Linked DNA regions of Columba livia: region 2 is linked to region 1. Evidence: chromatin contacts called from public Hi-C data. All regions are on one chromosome and are shown on one strand. Each heading gives the region's core, a stretch centred on a gene start, on an enhancer-like site or on the middle of the called end of the contact. The rest is flanking DNA. Distances are from core to core; before and after follow the strand shown. Region 1 holds the start of UBTD2 (ubiquitin domain containing 2). Region 2 overlaps UBTD2 (ubiquitin domain containing 2).

Region 1 (5,282 bases), core at 1,660-4,159:
TGGCAGAGGGTGGTGCCGCTGGTACCTTCTGGCCTCTGGGGCTCCTGCAAAGTGAAACTGCCAGCAAGGAATATTTGGGGGAATTTCATGGGTTCCTGCAGCAGAACCCACCACCCCTGGAGATTCCAACCATTATCTGTGATGCTGCACCATTAAATAGCATTTTTTAGCCTTTCCAGTGATGCCTTTTCTACAGCAATCAAGGAGAGAAACCACAGAGCTCTGCAGAAACGTCCAAAGGAAAGCTGAAGTATCACCATTCCTCCTGTTATTAACAGAGAAGACATACAGAAGCTGCCAAAGCAGTCCACAGGAGCAGGCGTTGGGCTTCGCAGAGGTCCTGATGGGGTCACATCTCTGTGCAGTAGATTTCTTCCCCTTGGTCATTCCAGGAAAACAAACTCCACTCGGTTTAGCATCGTTCCCACACAGCTTTGCAGTCTCTAGGTGGTGGAGACTGATCCCAGTCGCCTTGGTGTGGCTTTCTAAGGGATGGATTACATTAGTTTGCAATCGGCCTAAAAACAATCGCTGGTGGGAATTTTGGAATGGCAGCCAGCGCTCCTCAAAACCGCATCTGACTGTGAGTGCTGCGCATCACGTGGGGCAGGGAAACCTCCACCACGTCGCCTGTGAAAACGGGGCTACAGCCTCATTAGCTTTCAGGGAGAGCCATGCAGAAGTACATCTGAAAATAGCAACTTGCTGAATTTCTTCAGACTCTCTGAGGAGAAAGATGGGCTCAGCATCACACAGCGGTTGGACTCCATGGTCCTTTCCTGCTTCTGCTTCCTGCAGGATCTTTGGCAAATAGCCTCATCTCTCGTGTCTCCCTTTCTCATCTGTCAAAAGATGAAAGAGATCTGGGTAGACTTTCACTGTAAGTGATAAGACTTCAATACTACACTTCTGGGTAGCACTGATAAAAAATCCAAATGTTGATGCCTGAGACAGAAGTTTCAGCATTGGTGCAATTTGCCAGCATCTCATACTAGTTCCCACGCAAGGATGAATCATCAGAGAACAGGGATGTATCATACAGTATCATCATGTGATGGCAAAACCCACCACCATTGACTGCAAGCAAACTGTGAGATCCCAGCTGGAGAGAAAAACTGGTGAAGAGTACAAAATATTTGAATATATAGGAATACAAATGTAGATCCACTTAGGGATTCTCTACATGCTGCATTACCTTGGGCCACGAACCCACCACTCTGGCCCTTCTAGTACAACATGCAGTCCAGCACCTTGTGCCCAAACAAAATCCTTCAGCTGTTTGCACCGTTGGGTTTATGACCCACAAAGAATAATTTCCAACCATAGAGGGTAGTTGTACCTATATGGAACAGTCAATTCACTGCACCATTTAATTTGTGAAATGACATTTCTGATCTTCAAAGTGTTTTACATCCCACATATTGCAGGCAGTTAACAAGTAATAAAGAGTAAGAATTAATTAATCCTAGCCATACACCCAAGAGATATGTAGACAAACATTAATCTACTGATAGAAATAGAGCAACCGAGGTTATGTGACTTGTCCAAGGCCACAGTGGGTGTCTAGGGCAGAGCCGAGATGAGAGCACAGAAACTCGGATTGCAAAGTTCAGTCCTTGCCTCCTGTGAAGCTTATTTTGAGAAGGAATATAATTTTCAAAAGAGATAATACATTTAGAAAAAGTCTTGGTTTGTCTTTTGCACTTTATGAGCACCTTGCAAGTGCTTCCTCTTACCTGGGGTCAGACAGTAAATATTGACTTCGGCCCATCTCGAGTGTTTATATACACACCAGCACATATATGTATGTTTTACAAACAGTGTGAGTGGAGAGCAACAATGTATCTTATGAAAGAGTTCAGTACCAAATACCAGAATAACAAGTGCTGATGTGCTATTGCAAGGCTCAGTTTGGTTTTCTGCTCTTTTACTCATCAGAGCATTGAGCTCTCTTTGTAGCAGAGCTTGTGTGGAGCCCAGAGCTGTTACTACGCTTTATTTTTTGCACTATTTCTCAGTGTTCGGACTTACTGCTGGTTGGTTCAAAGATCGTCAATACATCTGAGAGTGTATGAACCCTAACTCCCTGAACCCATGTCAAGATTGCTGCTGAAACAATATAAGCCGTTGCAGCCCTAAGTGCACAGAAGTAATTTTTTTCTTCTCAGAGGACTGAAGTCAGGTGCTGATTGACCAAGAAGCAGTGACTTTGTTTAGTTTTTATTTTAATTTAAACAGGCAGTCTGTGAACACAAGAGGTGGTTGGATTATTAGGAGGATACAGATTTATCTCTGGGTGCGTGGGTACTTTATTTCCATGTGCAGATGAAATGCGGGAGAGCACGGGAAAACCCGAAACGGCACAGTGAGGAAAAGTAAATACATCTCGCCGCCTGAGGCCCAGCGACCCAGCCAGGCGGGCCCTGCTCCCCGACCCTTGCGCCCTCCGAGCCCGAAGCCGCCCGGGGCCGCTCGGCAGCGCTGCCCGCAGCCGCGGCCGCCGGACCCCGCAACCCCAGACGAAGCCCGCGGCCCTCGACCTCCCCCCCCGGCTGCCCTGTGCCAGCGGCCCGATCCCTGCGGCGGGGCCGATCGCGACGCCCCAGGGCCGTCCGCCAACTTCCACTGGGGCTTCGCCCTGTCCCGCGGGGCCGCCGAGCCCGCTCGGGGATGAGGTGCGGCCGCGGGCTCGGCGGCCTCGGGGCCGCGTTCAGGCCCTGCCCGGCCCGGCCCGCGGGGCGCCTCAGCACAGGGCCAGGCGGACCGGCGGGCCTGCCCGGTGCGGGCCGGGACCAGGGCGAGCCCGAAGCCGGGGCGGGCCCCGGCGGGCCGGAGGCGGAGCCGGGCGGCGGGAGGAGGCCGCGCCTCGGGGGCGGTGTTGCAGACCGAGGAGGCGGCTCCGAAGCCACCGCGCCTGCCCGGCCGGCGGCGGAGCTCGGCTACAGGGGGAGGGGGGTGGGGGGGCGGCTCGGCGGCGGGTCTGCGGGCCGGGCGGGCCCCATGGGCGGGTGTGTGGGCTCCCACCACGACTCCTCGGGCAGCCTCAACGAGAACTCGGACGGCACCGGAGGTGAGTGCCGGACCCCGGGGGTGGGTGGGGGGAGCCGGGCGGGCCGCCCCCGGCGCCGCGGGGGGACCCCGGGGCGGGCGCTGCGGGCCGGGGCCTGCGGCGGGGACGAGCCGGGCGGCGGGCGGGGGAACCGCGCTGGCCTCGCTGGCCTCGGGGCGCCGCGCCCGCCTCCTCCCCCTCCCCGCGCCCGGCCCCGGTGCGGCTGCCCGGGCCGTAACTTTCCCGGGGCGGTGGGAGTGCGCGGGGGCCGCGCTGGGCTCCCCCGGCCGGCACACACCCCCGGGGCTCGGCGGGGGCCGGGCGGGCGCAGCCCCGCGGGCAGGGCGGCCCCGCTGTGGTTGGGGCTCCGCGGAGCGGCCTCTCGGCCGGCCTGGGCGGCTGCTGAAATAGAGACCGGCCGGGGAAAGGGCCTGCCTGGGGCTCCCAAACTTTGTTTTCCTTGGGCTCAGCTCCTTGTGGTGTGCGGAAAAGAATTATTCAGACAACTTAGATCCTGGCACTGCTGCGGGTTGGTTTGTTTGTTTCTTTTTATTTGCTCCAAGTAACATGGATGCTTTCCTCCAGCCAAAATTAACCATGCTAAATAATCAATTTCCAGCGACTTCAGATGCTGGAGCAGCCGAGTGTTGAGGTGCACACCTACTGAGCAAGTGTGGCTTGTGTGGAAACTGCTGCAGTGGAAGCGGCTTTTACCCTTGTGTTTTTCTCTACCTAAATGTGTGAATGATTGCTTTTTCAACGGCCTTGGGTTTGTGGACCCCTGATGTTCTCCTGCTGAGCTGTATATGCTTTATAGTCATTTAAAGGCAGCCTACCAACGGGAAACTTGACTTATAAGTAGTCCTCACACATGCAGGGTCCATAGATTTCAGGTTGAAAATTGCTGACCTAGGTCCACGTTTTCCCATGTGCCTTATGCAATATTATTTATCAGCCTGGTTTCATTTCAGATGCCCCAGCTGGTGGGTGTTCTGTCATATCAGTGACTTTGCTGTCATTCCATAATGTAAAAAAATGCAGCACTTACAATTATATCTGAAGCAGCCACCTGCTGATTAATACCAGATAGAAATACCAGAAAGTCCAGCTGCTAAGAAGTGTGTAGGATGTAGTCACATCGTTGTCATTAAAAGGAATTTTACAGCTGTGACTAGTATGAGTCTTCCTTACTCTTTTCCGTTATTGAAAAAAAAAAGGGGGGGTGGGGGGGAAGAAGTGGGTTATCTAAAATGCATCTGTATTAAGAGGACTTATCAACCAGTAAAAAAATGCAAGAGTTTGAGTGTGGAAAGGATCAGAGCATATTAGAAGTAGAAGAAAAAGAATGGCAGGAATCATCACATACCCAAGAAATCTTGATCAGAAAATACCGTGAAAAGCTACGCCGACGTTTGTTCCTAAACCTGCTTCAGCAGCTAGGTGTTATGAGGTGAGATCATGTCACAGAAATAACCTCGCTTTAATTTCCTCACTCTTATCTTGCCTGTGCTGCCGAATGAATGAGATGATAGGAGGGAAAAAATATCAAGAGTTTGGCTGATATTGTAGAACAGTGTTTTGACACAGGCGGTAGCGGTGCGTGGGGTGGGCAGTATCCATCCAAGGGTCGTCGGGTGCTGTCCTGGATGGACCAGCTGGGAGCGCGTTTCTGCTTGGTGTTTACGCGCCGGGACACGCTGCTGTTTTGGGGTTAAATAACCTATTGTGCTTAGTGCGTTGGAACAGCAGCTGGCTTTTTTGAGATGTAAGAGATGTGAAATGCATGTCAGCTGGCTCGTGTTGATTCATGCTCTAAGGATAATGTTCCTTAAGGTTGTCTCGCTGAAGTGAGAAGTGATGAAATTTCAGTTGAATTATGGGCTTCTTAGGACTGTCTTAAACCATCAGCTCCAGTGTGCAATAGCCTGTTTTGTAACATTACGTATCTGTTCCTGCCTTTCAACAAGAAAAGGGGGTGTAGGTTAAGCTGAAAGAACCTCAGAATATCTTTTATAAATCCAACACCTGAGATGTCAAAGTCCAGTCTGCACTAATTCTCTTGGCTTTACAATATCTGCAAACGTGCTCATGCCAAGTATGAAATGTAACTTGCTCTCTCAAGAGAGAGCGTGTGTCTTGAGGTATCAGCAAGTGAGCCAGCTGAAGCACAAGCACACACGATGTGGTGGTGACTGGACCTGTGCAGAAAGGTGGTTTATTCCTGTTTCCCATA
Region 2 (5,282 bases), core at 1,113-3,612, 43 kb after region 1:
TGGGGGGGGCGCAGGGCTGAGCTGCAGCACCACTGCTGGCTGTGCTTTTTCCTTCTTCAGTTTACTGGAGGCTGCATCCTTCCTAAGCCATAAATGGCTGGTGAGGACTCTTGTTGCCTAGGTAACGGGGAAACCGAAAAAATAAAATAAAATAATAATAGTAATTCTTTTTTTCCTCTGTGTTTTCTCATAAAAACCTGACATTCTTTCAGCGCCGCTTCCTGCTGATTAACTTTTGTGGCCCAAGCCGATGTATCTTGCAGGAAGGATTTATGGGGCCAGGCTCTTCTCGGTGACAACCAGTAAGACAAGGGGTAATGGGTACAAACTGGAACAGAAAAGGTTCCACTTAAATATGAGAGGAAACTTCTCAGTGAGGGTGGCAGAGCCTGGCCCAGGCTGCCCAGGGAGGTTGTGGAGTCTCCTGTGCAGACATTCCAACCCGCCTGGACACCTTCCTGTGTAACCTCATCTGGGTGTTCCTGCTCCATGGGGGGATTGCACTGGATGGGCTTTCCAGGTCCCCTCAACCCCTGACATTCTGGGATCCTGTGAAGGATCAGAAATATGGCTTTCAGTTACAGAAGCAAAATTGCGAAGGGTTTTCGCTCACAAGACTTGTGTTCTCTGGTTTAATCAATATATCCAGTCTTGAAAGCCATTGAGTGGGGAGAACGTCATTGAGTGGTATGTAACAGGACTTGAAAATCTTAGGGATGTTTTCACCGGTATAGGTGGAAGAATGGGATTACCAGGGAGGTTCATGGGAACCCGTCGTTACATTAACAATATGTTATAAACCATTTCTCAGCCTGGCATGGGACTGTGCAGTTTTTACTGGCAAGAGGTTTCCCCTACTGTGTCTTTTTTTTGTTTGCTTGTTTGGGGTTGTTTTTGTTGTTTTTTCTTTGTTTAAAATAAACCTCCAAGTTAACAAAAATCCCCTGAAACAGCAGTTAATATTGCTTATCTGATTTTGATTAAGCAATCCACTGTTTATAGCATACTTAGTTCAGCTTCGAATACCGAAGGAATTCCTTAGCAAGCTGACCCCATTGTATTTAAAATTAACTCTTTGATGTGCTGTTGTAAAGCGGGAGCATTCTTTTTGAGATACATGGCTTTTAAACAGAGATATGAATTTGGCTGTTCTGGCTGAATTGAAAGGCTGTTGAAGTTTGAATTTTTCTCTGTTTCTATGAACTGTGATCCAGAATTTAGTACTGTGACATTTACTAGATAGATCAGGCGTACAGAACAAAGTGGACTTAGAAAAACAAAACCGAAGGATGGGAACTTCAGGGCCTGGTCTGTAAATAACAAAGTACCACAAAAGATATAGATCCAGTACACTTTTGATAAAAGCTGGTTTGCCCTGAGATTACTGATGATACAAGACTGTAATCAGTGGTATAATGGTATTTTTCTGCATTTCCTTTTGTTGTTTTCTCAGTAAATCTCTGGCCACAGCCGCTTCGGTTCTGCCTGTACAAAAGCAGCTGCACCCAAAACATTGACCTTTTAACCAAAGATTTCCTCTGTGTGTTTTCATCAACACAAGTTATCCTTAAAAAAGGGGGTTTCTGTCTAAAAGAAAGATTTCCAGTGCAAGATGCTGCTGTGACAGTGGGCTGAGTGACACAGTGTGTCCCCAAGTTACCATTTTCACACAATCCCAGAATGTCAGGGGTTGAAGGGCCCTGGGAAGCTCATCCAGTGCAATCCCCCCATGGAGCAGGAACACCCAGATGAGGTTACACAGGAAGGTGTCCAGGCGGGTTGGAATGTCTGCACAGAAGGAGACTCCACAACCCCCCTGGGCAGCCTGGGCCAGGCTCTGCCACCCTCACCCCAACAAGTTTCTTCTCATATCCAAATGGAACCTCCTGTGTTCCAGTTTGCACCCATTACCCCTTGTCCTGTCACTGGTTGTCACCCAGAAGAGCCTGGTTCCATCCTCCTGACACTCACCCTTTATATATCTGTAAACATTAATTTATATTGCAGTAATTTTGCTGATCAAACAGCAAAGTTTAAGACAACTCACCGTCGGCGTGAAAAAATCTCCAACTAAAAAACAACCCTTAGTTTCTGCCAAGGAGCCGTTGGGTGTTGTGTGCACAACTGCCAAGTCAAAGACTTTTTGATATATTGTGTAGCTCAAGGACTTGGCTCCTCTTCAGACGTTTCCAGCTACAAGGGGATGGGTGATCTTGCAAGTGAATGTGCCCCCTCTAGGGGCAAAAATGTGGAAGTTTGTTATAGCAGGTAAATCCGAGACAGGGAGAAGCATTTGCTTGGAGTGTATCTGGGTTTTTATAGCCAGACTGGGCAGGGATTTCTGCTGTGATTTAGGACGCAGCTTCCTCTGCATCTCCTCCTGGCTCTCTGTGTGTGCTGTACGCAGCAGGGCTCTGCTTTCGGGCTTCTCTTGCTCCTAACGCGTTCTGAAAATCCTGCTGTTTTAACAGGGTAGTTCTTGAAACGTCTTTACAAAGTGTGTGAAGAAGGCAGCTTGAGTTCGTTACTTCAGCAAGTGTATTAATTCTCGTCCTCAGCACGAGCACCTGGGTTATCTTGAGGAACCTCCCAGGAGTCCGGGGAAATAAAAATCACTCCTGAAACTTCAAGGCTTGGAAAACGGGAGCTACAGATGCTGTGCAAATGTGAAGTGTGTGCTGGGGCAGTGACACTGTTCTGTGTGCGGAGCCGCAGCGTTGTCCGACTTGGGTGGTCGTGTTTGTTTGTTCTGGCAGCGCTTGCTAAAACACGAGTCCTGTGCGAAACCGTTTCAGCAATTGCTGAATGTTTGAGAAGTTAGAAAATCTCTCTTTCATAGTGGTCGTTTGCCTTCGGCCTTTGCCATTTTGCCTTTTCAGAGCTTGGGTGTAAGATCGTGTAATTTATCCGAGTGCGGTTTTCTGGGTGCAAACGTGGCCCAAACCTCAGGCTGTGCCGTGGGTGAAATACTCTGACGTGGGGAGAACGTCATCCTCCCTCATCTCTCCCTTCCCGCAGCTTTTGAAGCTTATCCTGATTTATCTGGAGGGAGGGATGTATTTGGCTTTTAGGGGATGCTTTTAAGTAAACCTCAAGTTTCCACATGAAAATGAAGTGAAGCAATTTTTAATGAAAACTTCAGATATATATATTTAATCAATCCTTTAAAGCCTCAGCACTCAGACGAACAGTGGGGTCAGTGCTTCAATGTTCAACGTACGATGCATTCGTGTTAATCTTTTCCCTTCTTACCTCCCCCAGGTGCTCTTACGGAGTGTTACGATGAACTGGGCAACCGGTACCAGCTCCCTGTCTACTGCCTCGCGCCACCCATCAACATGATAGAGGAGAAGGGCGACCTGGAGACTCTGGATATTCCTGATCCCCCACCCAATTCAGGGCACGAATGCCAGCTCCGTTTGCGCCTGTCCACAGGCAAAGACCTCAAACTCATGGTCCGCAGCATGGACACCGTGTACCACATGAAGAGGCGGCTGCACGCGGTGGAGGGAGTGGAGCCGGGCAGCCAGCGCTGGTTCTTCTCGGGCAGGCCGCTGGCTGACAAAATGAAACTGGAGGAGCTGAAAATCCCAAAGGACTACGTGGTGCAAGTCATTGTGAGCCAGCCCTTAGCAAATCCCACCCCGGTGGAAAACTGATTTCTGCTTGTTTATTGATTCTTCTTTCCTCCGTCTCTGTCGTGGGGTTTGTTTTCACTGCCCTCTCTTCTTTCGGTTTGTCCTGCTAATGGATTGGTTCCAAGAAATGACCAGCAAAAATTCCATCTGTGATGGAGATCTGCAAAAACAAAACATAAAAATGTAAACTGGCCTTTGGGGTTTGCCTGATCTCATATCTAATGCAACAGCAAGCAGCACAGGGCAAGGGCAAAGGAAGGGGAAGAGAAAAGGGAGGAGGTACAAGGAGGGAGGGAAGAGATTGTAGTTCACTTAATACAGAAACGTAACGATTCCTAAAACCGCAGGTGGTGTCCTGATCCACAGAGCCAGAGCAACAGAGAGCACTTTTAAAAAATATTAATCAATTTATAAGATTTCATATCAGCACCAGACACAGTTCATGCAAGAACTGCAGCTGCTCCGGGCATGCCCTGCATTGCGTGTTCCCGGGTTCCTTTCTGGTTCCTCCGAACTCTGGTGCAGCGCTGGGCTGGGCGCTCGGGCTCCGTCCTGCGCAGGCAGCTCCTGGGGATGCTCACACCGAGCGATCGTACATTCCAAGCTGGCAGCACGGTCCTGTGCCATTGCTGGCTCCCGAGCTGGGCGCACAGCCCTCCGGAGCCTTAGGCAATAACTTAATGTATACTCTCACGTACTGTACTGTAAACTTACTTGCTACAAGACTGACTTAGCCTGAGGTTTACTGGCTGACTGGCAACTGCCGAATTACTCTATATCACTCAGATTGTTAAACTAAGCTTTGAGCAGCCTGGCTGAGCGGTGCGCTGTGCTTAAGCATGAGGTGCATCGCCTTTGTCCGGCGGCACCGCCGTGACAGGCACAGGTTACACTGCATTTACACCCAGACGCAGTGGATGTTTGCAGCTCCTCCTGCTCGGTTCCTAGAGGGCACAGAGTGTGGAAGACGGTGAGGAGGACGCAGCAGCTCACGGTTTGCAGCTTTTCATGGGAGCGTCGTGGGCAGCAGCAACCGGTGTCCTCGCTCTGGTGACCCTGCGGCCAGGACAAGCGCAGTGTCCTCACCAGCACACCCCGCGGCCCAGAGCGGGACGGTGCCGTTTCACAGCCAGTGCTTTCCCTTCAGAATGTACGAGGAGCCCTTTCGGCAAACGACAAATCCTTTTGTAGTCTCAAAAATCTGAATCGGAGCATGTTTTTTGGGGGGGGTGGGTAGTGGTAATCTAATTGCTGATTCCCTCAGTTAGAGATGCTCTCTGTGTTCCTTTGGCTGCCCTGCACCCCTCTCTGGCAATGCCTTCGGTTGAGATCAAATGCTCTGTTCCTTTTAAACATGATTTCTAGTTTGCTCGTTTTTTCAGCCATCATTTAAATTACTTCACTTCTTCCACAGCCGAATAGCTATTCCATAGCCAAATGTTCTATTCAGCTATCAATAGCTTATTTTTATTGCTTTGTCTTCCCTCTCTGCATCAATGGTCTAAAGCTACAGTTGTCCCGGCTGCTTCTCATCTGGTGGCAAAACTGGTGGGTTTGAGTGAGAATTTTAAAGCTGTTACGTTTGCTCTTTCATTGATTCCGTAGAACCCAGTTTCTCGGACTCAAAGGGAATTCTTGCTCCAT

What was found. A called contact is a pair of places that touch in the nucleus more often than the background predicts.
Region 2: a contact with region 1 is called in a Hi-C map of crop, with 2.9 times the contacts expected there. The contact joins the enhancer-like site here to the promoter of UBTD2 in region 1. A contact is called at or near these places in 2 of 2 Hi-C or Micro-C datasets (crop and liver).

The regions. Positions count from the first base shown.
Region 1 is chr14:2,331,075-2,336,356 of bColLiv1.pat.W.v2, forward strand. It overlaps UBTD2 (ubiquitin domain containing 2), which reads left to right and starts at 2,910. Exons shown (of 4, transcript XR_010466091.1): 1 at 2,910-3,070.
Region 2 is chr14:2,374,224-2,379,505 of bColLiv1.pat.W.v2, forward strand. It overlaps UBTD2 (ubiquitin domain containing 2), which reads left to right. Exons shown (of 4, transcript XR_010466091.1): 3 at 3,262-5,282. Among named protein-coding and RNA genes, the nearest start is that of STK10, 16 kb to the right of the region's middle. Within about 2 kb of position 2,363, at least 2 of the 3 cell types and tissues checked have an H3K27ac peak away from gene starts, as active enhancers do.